Linked DNA regions of Mus musculus: region 1 is linked to region 2. Evidence: chromatin contacts called from public HiChIP or PLAC-seq data. All regions are on one chromosome and are shown on one strand. The core of a region is the stretch at or near the end of the contact, and the rest is flanking DNA. Distances in the headings are between cores, read along the strand shown.

Evidence for each region. HiChIP or PLAC-seq counts read pairs in DNA pulled down with a chosen protein or histone mark.
Region 1: a contact with region 2 is called in a RAD21 HiChIP or PLAC-seq map of pro-B cells, with 21 times the contacts expected there. The contact joins two enhancer-like sites. A contact is called at or near these places in 1 of 39 promoter capture datasets (the C10 cell line), 1 of 15 datasets of contacts at CTCF or cohesin (pro-B cells), 30 of 484 Hi-C or Micro-C datasets (B cells, the Ba/F3 cell line, the CH12 cell line and 19 more) and 2 of 115 datasets of contacts at active chromatin or transcription factors (astrocytes and large pre-B cells).

The regions. Positions count from the first base shown.
Region 1 is chr8:81,810,802-81,816,395 of GRCm38.p6, forward strand. The region is part of intron 7 of Inpp4b (inositol polyphosphate-4-phosphatase, type II); the gene reads left to right. Among named protein-coding and RNA genes, the nearest start is that of Gm25267, 340 kb to the right of the region's middle. Within about 2 kb of position 1,375, at least 48 of the 459 cell types and tissues checked have an H3K27ac peak or open chromatin away from gene starts, as enhancers often do. A contact at or near this core is called in pro-B cells, where this site is marked.
Region 2 is chr8:81,063,194-81,069,226 of GRCm38.p6, forward strand. No RefSeq gene overlaps it. Among named protein-coding and RNA genes, the nearest start is that of Gm9725, 34 kb to the left of the region's middle. Within about 2 kb of position 3,763, at least 4 of the 459 cell types and tissues checked have an H3K27ac peak or open chromatin away from gene starts, as enhancers often do. A contact at or near this core is called in pro-B cells, where this site is marked.

The DNA of each region.
Region 1 (5,594 bases), core at 125-2,624, 750 kb after region 2:
TGCCCAGGGAGAAGGCAACCACACTACCTATCTGAATACAGTATTTAAAGGAATCATTTATTATGCCAGAAGCTCCTGTGGCTCTAGAAAATGTCAAATGAGCCCTTTAAATTGACATTGAGGTCCCAGGCAACAGAAGGGAGACAACAGGAAACACTACCAACACTTGGACTTTGGAAGGAAATGACCAGTGGAGTTGGCTTTAACTGATATCCAATGAGTGTTGGCAGTAACCCTGGCTGAGGCCTGAGAGCAAAGACTTCACATAGGGAGCAGGAAAGGCTGGCCCAGGGGTGGCCCTAGCAGGTTTGGAATAGTGCTGCAGCGCTGGAAATACTGCCAGGTGGTCTCAGCGCCACTGCAGGGAGGACAGGCAGAAGGGTGATCAGTGAGAGAGAGAGACAGCATCTTTCAGTGTTTACAGACGTTCCCTATTAAGAAAGCCTAAAGAAGAAACAGTTGTGACAGTGGAAACATAATCTGGGGAGTCTCAGGCCCTTCTTTCCATTCTGGACTTGGAGCTTAGATTGAGAAGATTGGTAAAATGCTTTGCAACAAGAAATGCAAATTTAATCTTGAGAGTAAAACCATAATTTTGTAAGCATTAACATTCTAGCTCTCTTAAATCTTGAAAAAATAACAGTGGAATAGGTATTCTTAAATGACTTCAATGTTGTCAGAAAGGTTCCCAATAGTACTTAACCAGTGTTTACATCACATGAGGTCTACTCATGGTTGAGGCTCAATGGCTTGTGAGTAATATGCTTATTTTGCTATTATAAAGTAGTGATAAATACATTAATGAGGGTGTAACAGTTATGGAAAATATTTTATAATACCAGATTGATAGAGTGATTTCTATATTCCTTTTTACTCCCATGCATTTTCTTCAAAGACATTGTAAGAAATTATTGAATATTTTCAGAAACTATTAATGATATAAAGAAGCCTGTGCTTCACATGTTTTAGAGAACTGGTCTTTTGTCTCTGTAAGAGATAAGAACCAATCCCTGTGACTGCTAGTCTAAATCTTGCTGTCTTTCTAAGTAGTTTGATGATAGTCCTTTGACTCAGCTAAAGATCTGCAGGATCGTGTGGTGCTAAATTGCTATGAAAAAGTAGATCTGGATTCCTAGCAACCTTGCTTACAGGGAGAGAGAAAGAGAGGAGGGAAGGTGGATGGAGGGAGGGAGGGAGGGAAGGAGGGAGGGTGGAGGGAGGGAAACTGTGAAAATAACATCCCTTTTTACAATAGATTTCTTTTTCCTTTGATTTGGGAAATGGTCCTGCAATGTTCCTTTCATCTTCTGTGCTGGTCATTCTTGTTGTCTGGGATTACCTCCACTAAGAGGCCTGTCTTCTGTGATGTCGGAGTTTCTATTGAAATAAAGATATGTAGCTGATAATTGACTGGGAGTTAATTTATTTAAACACAGATTGTAAACAAGTGGCTATCGCCATGACGATCTTGGCTACTAGACAGAGTATGCAGCTAAGCTAATAAACAGACAAATGTAGCAGGAGTCTGGCAGGGAAACAACAAATCTTTCTTGCTGAAGGGAAGAAGTTGTAAAAAAAAATTGAAAAAATAAAATAAAAAACCCTGGAAAACTCACAGCTGCTCCACTCCTGATGCTGGCAAGGCTGAGAGCTAAATACCAGCTTCTTCAGCAACCCTTCAGTTTGCAGCATCCCCAGGCTGTGAATGTTTTTTAGCCCCTTTGAGCACCAACAGAGTAGCTTTGCCTGGGAGGAGGCAGTGAAGAGAACTCTGGGGGCTCAGGGGACAATATGGCTTTACTCTGGTGACCTGCTGTGGCCTTACAGGGAACTGCTCTTTTGTGGATTCCTTACTAGAGATATTTTAGGCATAGCTGTCCTGAGTCAGGCCACTTCTGGTCTGCAGGCAGGAAGTATTACTGCTTGAATTAGCCCATCATCAAACTCCTGTTTAGAAAGATGAAGTTAGTTCTTATATTCTAGATTGACACTTGTGAATTATTTGAACAGGGCCCTGGCTCATTGGGGAAAAAAAAATGTGTCTCTTATGCCTAACATTCTGGGTTAACCCCAGTATTGCAAAGGAAAGTAAGAAAGAGATAGATATTCAAAAGGCCTTCCATCTACTGATTCCATGCTTCTCCTCCATCATTCTCTGCTGGTGATGGATGCAAACCTGATTTTAACTCCTAATTGATTACTAATCTGATTTATCCTGTAAAGGAAAATATTTCAGAAATACCTTTTTTTTGATCAAACCTTATCTTGGCACATCTGTATGCTAATGCCTTGAGTTCTTTAAGTAGGTGAATATTGCCACGTTATTTTCACCTTCAGTCAAAACAATTAATAGAAAATAATTGACTTATGATTGATGAATGTACAGACTTTCTGGTATCCCCTCGGGAAACAGGGGTAGGGTGGGTCTCAACCCTCTGCTGTATCATAAGCTAAGACTTCAGGATGGAAGACTATTATTCCCAAGATGGACCTAAGAGTATCTTTGCTTTCCATGGTCTTTTACAGTCACATAATTGTGCCTGTTGCTTCATAATTAAAGGACAGCATTTGGAGTTATGGTGTTTCTCATGTCCTGTTAACCTTCTCAGAATCACAGGTCTCTGTACCCTCCATGTCAAATTAAGGGATGAAATTTCAGACTTCTTCCTGGGTTCATTTGCCCAAGAGTGAGTCCAAGTTCGAATTTTCCATTTCTCCCTATGCTTTCCATCTGTCTGTAGTTTGTAGCTGGCCTTTCTGTAACCTGTCTGTGTTTGCTCTGAGTGAGTCTCTTAACAAAAACTTTGTTCTCCGGTTATTGGACGGCAGAGAGACTACCACATGGGAGAGGAATGATGCTTTACAGAAATCTTTAACAGTTGCTTTTTAAACAAGGGATTAAGTTATTTACTTCAACTGACCCCAAAGAACTCACTACTGCAAACATTGTGTTATCAAGCATCTTCCATATGCTTTCCCCAATATTTATGGTAGATATTTGTTGGATAAGGTCAATTTCACTCTGTCTGCTGTTTTCAGCAAACTATTACCATAACACTCACACATATCCATATGCATTGCTCTCTGGGTCAGGGACATAGATGAATACACAATTTAAAATTAAAATTAGTCATTAGCTTAGGTGGTAGAGCTGATTACACAGAGGAATCCAGGCAGGTAAGGCTGGTGGTTCCCAGGGTCTCTTAATGGCAGGTTAAACAAACAACTGAGAACCCAATGGGATAGCAGTCTTAAATCGTAAGTGAACTCATAGTGTAGTATTAACTCTGGCTGTGAGGTCTAGAAAAAAGTGTCAGTCTCTTAGAACACAAGAGATTTAAAAAAAATATAACACCTCACAGTCGTCTCCTCTTTCATTTCGCTAAAGGTACTGATAAATTATTGTGACATATAAAGAGGATAGTGAACCTCAAACTAGGACTTGGAACCCTGCTTCTCTGTGTTTTCTGGGAGATACTCCCATTTTTATTAACCACCCTTGTTTAAGTATAGCTAAATCAAGGTGAAAGTATTCATCAGTTTCAATCTTCCCCAGTGTCATAGTGCTTTGTATTTCCATTGCAGTTGTCTATGTTCATGATACCAGAAAATTGTTGTAGTGCTTCATTCAGAATGTATTTATTTGGATAGTTCTATTAATGGATCATTTAAATAAATTTTATTGAAATTTACTAACTTTCGTCTTAAGTTTCTCAAATTGACAATTGAGTGACAATAGCAGCATCTATCTTAGTGCATATAAAAATAAAAAGGTTAATTTTATTGGACACTTCCCTACCCCGGAAGATGTGCAAGTAAGTATTTAATTTACTTTCTCCAATCTTTATTGTGTGTGTCAGACAGCTTTCAGCCCTGCCTGGTTTCCCTTGTATCTGCAGACGAAAGACACACACATTAGCTTATTTTTGATGTGCTTTAGCTCAATGGCCGGGTTTGCTAAGCCTTCCTTGGCTATTGTGCTCTTCTTTACATTCTCAGCTCAACACCTCCAAATCTGCCCTCAACTTTGGTTGCTAAGTTACTTTTAGTCCTAGCTCAGTACCCTAAATCTGCCCTCAGCTCATTGCTCTCTAATTTCCTGCCTGCTACCCCAGGCCCAGTCACAGAAGCAGCAGAGGGCCATTCCACTTGAGATCTCACGTGGCTAGTGGCTCTTTCTCCTTCCTTTGCATCTGCTAGCCTGCCAGTGGGAAAACTGGAAGTCCGACCTATGCTGCCCAGCTCCTTGGCTGCTAGCATTTTTAATGATGGATCAAGAACCAATTGGGGAACAGGATCTTCAGTGTTCCCAAGCAGATACCAGATCAAAGAAAGCATCAAAACAACCCTGTACAAAGGAGACCTGAGACTTCTCAGAAGGCTACATGCTGACAGGTGATAGTACCTCTCATAGAGGAAAACTAAGGACCAGGGTTTTTCTCAGAGCACTGGCCAAATAAGGTTAATCAAGTGTTTTGAATATATGTAGTATTTTCTTCTGAAAACTGAAATCACGTGTGTTCTCATTTTTTTACAACTCTCATATTTACACAGCAGAAAGTTGAAGAATTCCCATTCCAGAAGACAGGAACAAGGTAGATATTCAATATGTACTTGTGAATATTAATTAAATTTGAAAGTTAAGTAACATACACTTTTATATAGCTCCCACTTAACTTGTTCCCTTTTTCCAAAGAAAACCATTATTTACCATAGAAGTTTGTAATAGAGTGGCATTTATGATGGAATCAGATGAAGGGAAATGTCATTAGTCAACCTATTTTTATCATATTAAAGATTAATTGGTTAGCAAGGCACTTTCAGACTACACATTACTTTAAAGACAGGTTGTTTTAATATTTCTACAAGGGAGGACTGGGCTTCATGTTCACAAAGTGAAATAGAAAATTAAAGCAATTGCAGATTTCCAAGCAAGCCTGGCATCTAATGAAATCCAGATGAGCTGTGAAATTGAACCTGGTCAATGGGAGAATAAATGGCTCCAGGTGCACGTTCCCTGAGTCAGATTCAGACGATTCTGATTGAGGGAAGTTGTTCTCCTCTTGGACTGTCCTAATCCCGCATTTAAGCTACCCAGTGTACCAGTTTATGACTTGAAACGTGGGCTCTGATTTCAGCAAATAGTGATTTAGATAGCAGTGACTTGCTTTACTAGGTATTTCTCCAATTTTTTTAAATTTGCTGAGTTGTGAGAACAGAAATCATATTTAGGAAAGCACATTTTTCTTTAACAGATCCAAAATCTGCCTTTTAACGTTTTATAAATGCAAATCCTCATTCTTTTCTCTCCCTGGCTTTGATCTACCATTGTTGATTATCATTATTCACCCAGATAAAAATTTTCACTTCCTGTTTATTTGGCATCTAATTTGGTTTATGAGGGCATTTTTTTAAAAAAAAAATCTTTCTCACATGATTAGAATGCTATGTTTCATGCTCTCAGTTCAGTTTCTATTATTTCATGGCATTTTGTATTAGAAAATACTTAGCATATGTTTCTATCTATATGCTATCTTATTCTCACAAATCACCTCAAATTGCAGAGTGTAACAGAAGGCAGGAGTCAAAAGGAT
Region 2 (6,033 bases), core at 2,513-5,012:
TAAAATTTCTTAATATCTCAGCTTAGAGGGCAATGCCAGACGTGGTGGTTTTTCATCTGGCTCATGAGGCAGCTGGAGCTTTCTGCCCATCCGAGTACCGAGGATGACTGAAGCTCTGAAGCTCTGTGACTGCTTCCCGGTTGCAGTACTAGGCATCAGCACACTCTGTTCTCTGACCTGTGTCTTCACGACTTCAGTTTGTCAGAGCTGATGTGTCTGTGCTCCCATCTTAGTAAACCTGTGTTTATGCTTTTAGGAGTGTGTATGCTAATATTGTCTGTACTTGCAGAAAGTGGCCTATGAATGTCCTACAGTGTTTTATATATTCCTCAAGAGATTCTTCTTTATAAGTAAATACATTTTAAAACAAAATTTCAGAATGCTTATATGCCAACTTTTTGAGGTTTTAGACCTCTGCGATTGTTCAGGAACTCAACACTTGGCATTACAGCATTAAGGAGTATGTCTAAATTATGGCATAAACTCTATGCTAGGAGAGTCTACCTTGTAATTTTGACATTTGTTCACTAGGCTAGGAGACTGAGATTCAAATTGAGAGACTTGCCAAGTCTCCAAGTATTCAATGATGATAAATTCAGCTAATAATAACCTATTGACTATAGTTTTAAATATATCCTTTTTTGACGTGTGTGTGTGTGTGTGTGTGTGTGTGTGTGTGTGTGTGTGTGTGTGTATGTGTCTGTGAATAATTTTATTCCTTTAGAAAAATCATTTAACAGATGCCCCTCTGGTAACTGTCACGTATAAAGAACCCCAGTCATGAAACCCTGACAGGCAGCCTCTGCCCAGAGGCTCCTCTATATGGAAAGAGTAAACCAGAGGATGCCTGTTGGTGTGTAATGAAGGTGGATTCAGGAGTCCAAGGAGAGACAGAGTTGATTGGGAAAGACGCTGTCTAGCTGATCGGCCTCTTGTTCACAGGACTGGAGCTGATTTCCAGGTCTTCTTAGGGCATGGTTATAATAGTGATCCAACAGGTCCCCTGGACTTATCTCTGACAGATTCCATTCATTAACTCTACAAGATGAGTCAAATGCATGCTGTGAGCTGCACAATCTTCTAGAGGTTTGTGATACAGGAGTGAAGAGAGAAGTAATCATTTCTTCCTTTCTAACAACTAAGCTTTAGCGGGAAGACAGATAACAACCAAATGGAAATTGTAAAATTTTATGGAGGGCATTTGAAGCCCTGAGAGCAGTTGGTGCAGAGGCCCAGGAGTTGGAGGGAAGAATTTCTTGTTTTCACTTTAAGAATGAGATAGGGACCAGAGAGGTTCCTCAGCAGTGCAAACATTTGCTTGTGAAAAGACACAGGTTCAGTTATCAGCACCCACATGGCTATAGACACTGCATGCATGTAGTGTACACACATATATACTCATGTAGACACATCAAATAACAATTTTTAAAAGAAGGAGATACAATATACACAGTACTAAAGTTTCCTCCTCTATCACCTTCATGTCTTTGCCATATAATGTCATGCCATCCCCTGGAGAAAAGCACTCACTGCCGTGCATCTTCATAGCATCAGTAAGGATCATGGCTCAGTTTAAGCAGCTGGTATACACTGAGAGACCAAAGGAGGGCAGGCTCTGGAACCGATCGGTTAGTGAAGAGGTTCAAGGTAGCTCTGTTAGGATGGCTCCAAGCCAAGCAAGAACCCAGGCATCTCTTGAAGGTGGAACAATCCATGTGTTACCACCACCAGGAGTCCAATGCCAGGCACTGAAGAATACATAGAACAAATGAAGCTCCCACCCTCAGGAGACCCAGAGCTGAGGACACCATAGCCCGGGTGTACAGGATGGTTCTGAGGCGTACAGGACGGCTCTCTCGCAGGCTTACAGGATGGCTCTTTATTCTGTTTTTTTGTTTTTGTTTTTGTTTATTTGTTTTGTTTTTAAAAGTCTATCTAGCCTGACTAATGAGGCTATTTATTGACATTTGAACAAGAGCCTCCTCTTCTCAGGGCGTCCATTCTCTCCTTATAGTCCTAGCTGAGTTTTATTCACATGTAAATTCCCTGAGGGACAGGGATAATTCCCACTGTCACTGTTTGCCCAGGTCCCAAGCATGACTCTTGGAATCCCCTGGAACCTGACAGAAGAAAGGCTTACATGCCAGTCTAGCCACACGTGTGAATTCAGACTTATACAGTGCCTTCTTGCCTTGTTGCTGGTTAGAAAGACTGGAAATGTATGGGGACATGAGAAGAGAGAGGAGTCCCTCACAGAGGAACCTGGCCAGTAGAGAAACAAGAATTTTAGCACGACTAACAGCTACTTAAGTCCTGCATTCCTTCCTAGGAATTCCCTTCAGGTATCCCAGCAGAAAGGCCATTTACAGGGAGAGTACATGTTCTAAACCCGTTGTGCAAACCTAGTTAGTTTTGCTTTTACCTTATCTTGTAATTCTTGATCCATCTCACTTGTCACATTGAGAGAAAGAGAGAGAGAGAGGAAATGGTTTCTTAGTCACTGAGAGGTAGCTTGAGAGCCACTGAAATAACATGTATGAGTTGGATATATTATAAATAGATGCACTTGGATATGTCTTTCTTTATGATTGCCTCTTATTCTCCTAACCCTTATGCTTAAAATCTGGATTATGTTATCTTTAATGGAAACTCCCAACTCTACTAGGCTTGATATTGTTATATTATTATTATTATTATTATTATTATTATTATTATTATTATTATTATTATTATTATTGTTATATCACTATTTCATTTGAGCCATGAATCCCACTTTGGCCTGAGTCAAGGTCCTTGAAGATTAGGGGGCTCCTCAGGCGGCTCAGAATGGTGGTGTGTATGCCTCTGAGTCTCTCTGTCCTCTCATAACTCAACAGCCCATTTGGCTGTTGTCTACCTGATCAGGGCTCCTGCCCTCCTAAGCCTGTTAACACAAGCACCTTCAAGTTCTCCAAGGGAAGGTATAATTATTGTAGGATTTAATAACTTTTAAAAGTTTTCCCCACAACATAGGCTGTTTTGAAGAAGAGTCAGTAGAGAAAACAAACAAACAAACAAACAAAAAAACTAAAGTTGTCCACTGACCTTTTGACACCTCTTGTGAACATGGTATAATTTATACCTCACATAATATTCTTTTACCAAAGAATCCTCTAATAAGGTCTGAGCTTAGCTACTTTGCAGTTTGTCACCAGAAGCAAATGATACAGATTTTGTGTGTTGTGTGTTTTCTTAATAAAATCCTATATCTATGTTTGTGCCTCCTTAGGTTAGTTTTCTATCAGTACAATAGCAAGTCACCACAAACTCTAAGACAGAAGATAACACACATTATCTATTTTCTCTCAGCTGTAGACTGGAGTCTGACCAATGGGTCTCATTGGGCTGGCAGAACCAGGTTCCTTTCTGAAAGCTTTAGTCTAGAAGACAATGTCTTCTTGCTTTTCCTGTGTCAGACATCATCTGCATGGCTAACTCCTAGAACTCTTTCCCCATGTTCAAAACCCACATGTCTATGTGACCTCCTTCATCATTGTCTTTTTTTAAATATGGCAGAGATCGATCTGGGTCTGCCTGAATAATCCAGGTGATTTTTGCTTGTATGTGACCAAGTATCCTAAGTCACATTTTCAAAGTCTCTTTGTCCTGTGTGGTGGTTTGAATGAAAGTGTCCCCATAAGTTCATAGGAAGGGGCGCTAATAGGAAGTAGGCATGGCCTTGTTGGAGGAAGTGTGTCACTGGATGGGGGAGGGAGGGAGGAGGAGAGTTGGCTTTGAGGTTTCAAAGCTCTAGACAGGCCCAGTGGCTCACTCTCTCTTCCTGCTGCATACTGATTCAGATGTAAAATTTTCAGTTCCCTCTCCAGCTTCACATCTGTCTGCAGGCCACCATGCTTCCCACCGTGATGAAATGGACTAAACTTCTGAACTGTAAGCCAGCCCCAATGAAATGCTTTCCTTTATAAGAGTTGCCATGGCCAAGATCCTAAGACAGCATGGAAGATGGCATAGTCAGATTCCAGGGGTGATGACATGGATATTTTAAGGCCCTTATTTTGTTTACCTACCTACCTTTCTCTAAAAGCTAATGTGAAATAAAACTGGATACCTATAAATTCTGTGCAGATATCTTTCTGCTTCTAGTTTCAATATATATGCATGTCTCTGTAAATAAAGAAAAAAGTCCTCATTTTACACTTCAAATAAAGAGAAAAAAATTTAATTTTGACTCTAAGGCGCTTCTCTTCCATCATTCTCATTTCTCCCTCCCTCCTTTCCTTTCTGCCTCTTAAAGAAAGAGAAGCGATGTGACTAGCCGGGTGTGTGGTTACCCAGTTTTTCTTCTTTTCTGCTGGTAACAAAGGTAAGCGACCTTTCCACTTCTACTTCTCTTGTACCCTAGTAGAGTTAGCATCCAGACCTGCCTGACTCAGGGGTGAATACAAGAACTCTCCAGTGAGCAGTTTCCTGCTGTGCATGAAACCTAAGTTAATCAGGTCTCTTCCTTGCAATGTTTTCTCTTCTCTATGAATCACAGCTGCCAGTCTCCACACTACAGCTTAGACTGAGATGGTCCTGAACCTGGGAATGGTAATCCCAATGGGTTGCCTAGCTCGTGTCAGGGTGGGCTTAGATCTTGTTTGACTTGCAGCCATGCAGATTTCTAGTCAATAAATCTATTGTTAACCTAACCTAGTTTAAGTATTGTTTCTTGCTCTGAATGGTGGTATACACTTTTAGTCCAAGCACTCAGGCAGGTGGATCTCTGACTTTGAGGCCAGAATTGTTTCTTGCAAATAAGAATGGTCTCAACTCATACCAGTTCTTCTCCTTCTCCCAACCATACCTGTTCCTAGGTTTCTCCATGATTTTGCTAATTCATCAAATTCTAATCTAAAATCAGGGATATCTGTTGTGGAAAGAAAGACCAAGAAATTGGCCTTTCTGACATTGCTTATGCTAATTCATGGGAACACACTGGAAATTTTCACTCCACATTATACTGTTTGTTTTTGGATTACACAATTCAGCTAATTAGAGAGGTTTACATACAGATGCTGGCAATCCTGTTAGTACAATGGCGGCACGATTGACATCTGAATACTTAATTTGTTTCTATGACCAAATTTCTGGAGTAAAAGTAAAATCTTTAAAATGAAATATTTTCATTTTTACTTTGCTTCTGGAACTAATGTATTCTCAACGAAATCTTCAAAGCCAATTTATTCTAAATTCAAATCACTCAGTGCATCGTAGTTTGCAAAGTTCAGTAGGCTGTATAAAAACATTCTAGCCACAGCTCCCCCACAATACTCTGATTCAAGCACATATACAGTTTCACTTTGTAATCTGTCTGCTCATGAGCATAGTTCTGAGACTCAGAAAACTGCTTATATTTTCCAGGTCTATGAGTAGAGGCCTGACATGTACTTCCAATGAGAGAAAAGTGCAGCTCTTTGGGGGAGGGGTTAGAAGAATGCCTTCTGGCTTCTAAGGCCAGTAGGCTTATAAGGTCGGTCAGCCTCTCTATTTATGTTAAGAATGCAGTCCAGCCAGTTTTTAAGCCAAGTTTACTGAGCAGTAGGTCTGCTCTGTCTTTGTGAAATCATCACAGCAGTGCTCCCTCTTGCTCTGGAAATATTAAAGCATAAAGCAAGTGTAGCAGGTTGCTAAGGAGCCCGCAGCATCACGTGTTGCAGAACTCAACTGAGGCTTCAACCCCTTTGCCAGACGGGACACACAGTTCACTTTTAATATAGAGAATCAGAACTGGAGTTCTCCAGTCCTTATAAGGGTGTCACTATGTCTCAACACAAATGTATTTTTATTAATCTTTATTAATTCAGTTTTGTTATTGCTTACGGTTTAAATTTTTTCCCCTGTTGCTGTGATAAAATACTCTGACAAAATCAACTTATGGGGGAAAAGGTTTATTCTGGATCACAGGTCCTTTCTGTCTGCCTTTATATGTCAAGTGCCTCAAAAGTGCCGTAGTCAGAATATGGAAAGTGCCCACAGGCACATGCATTTGAA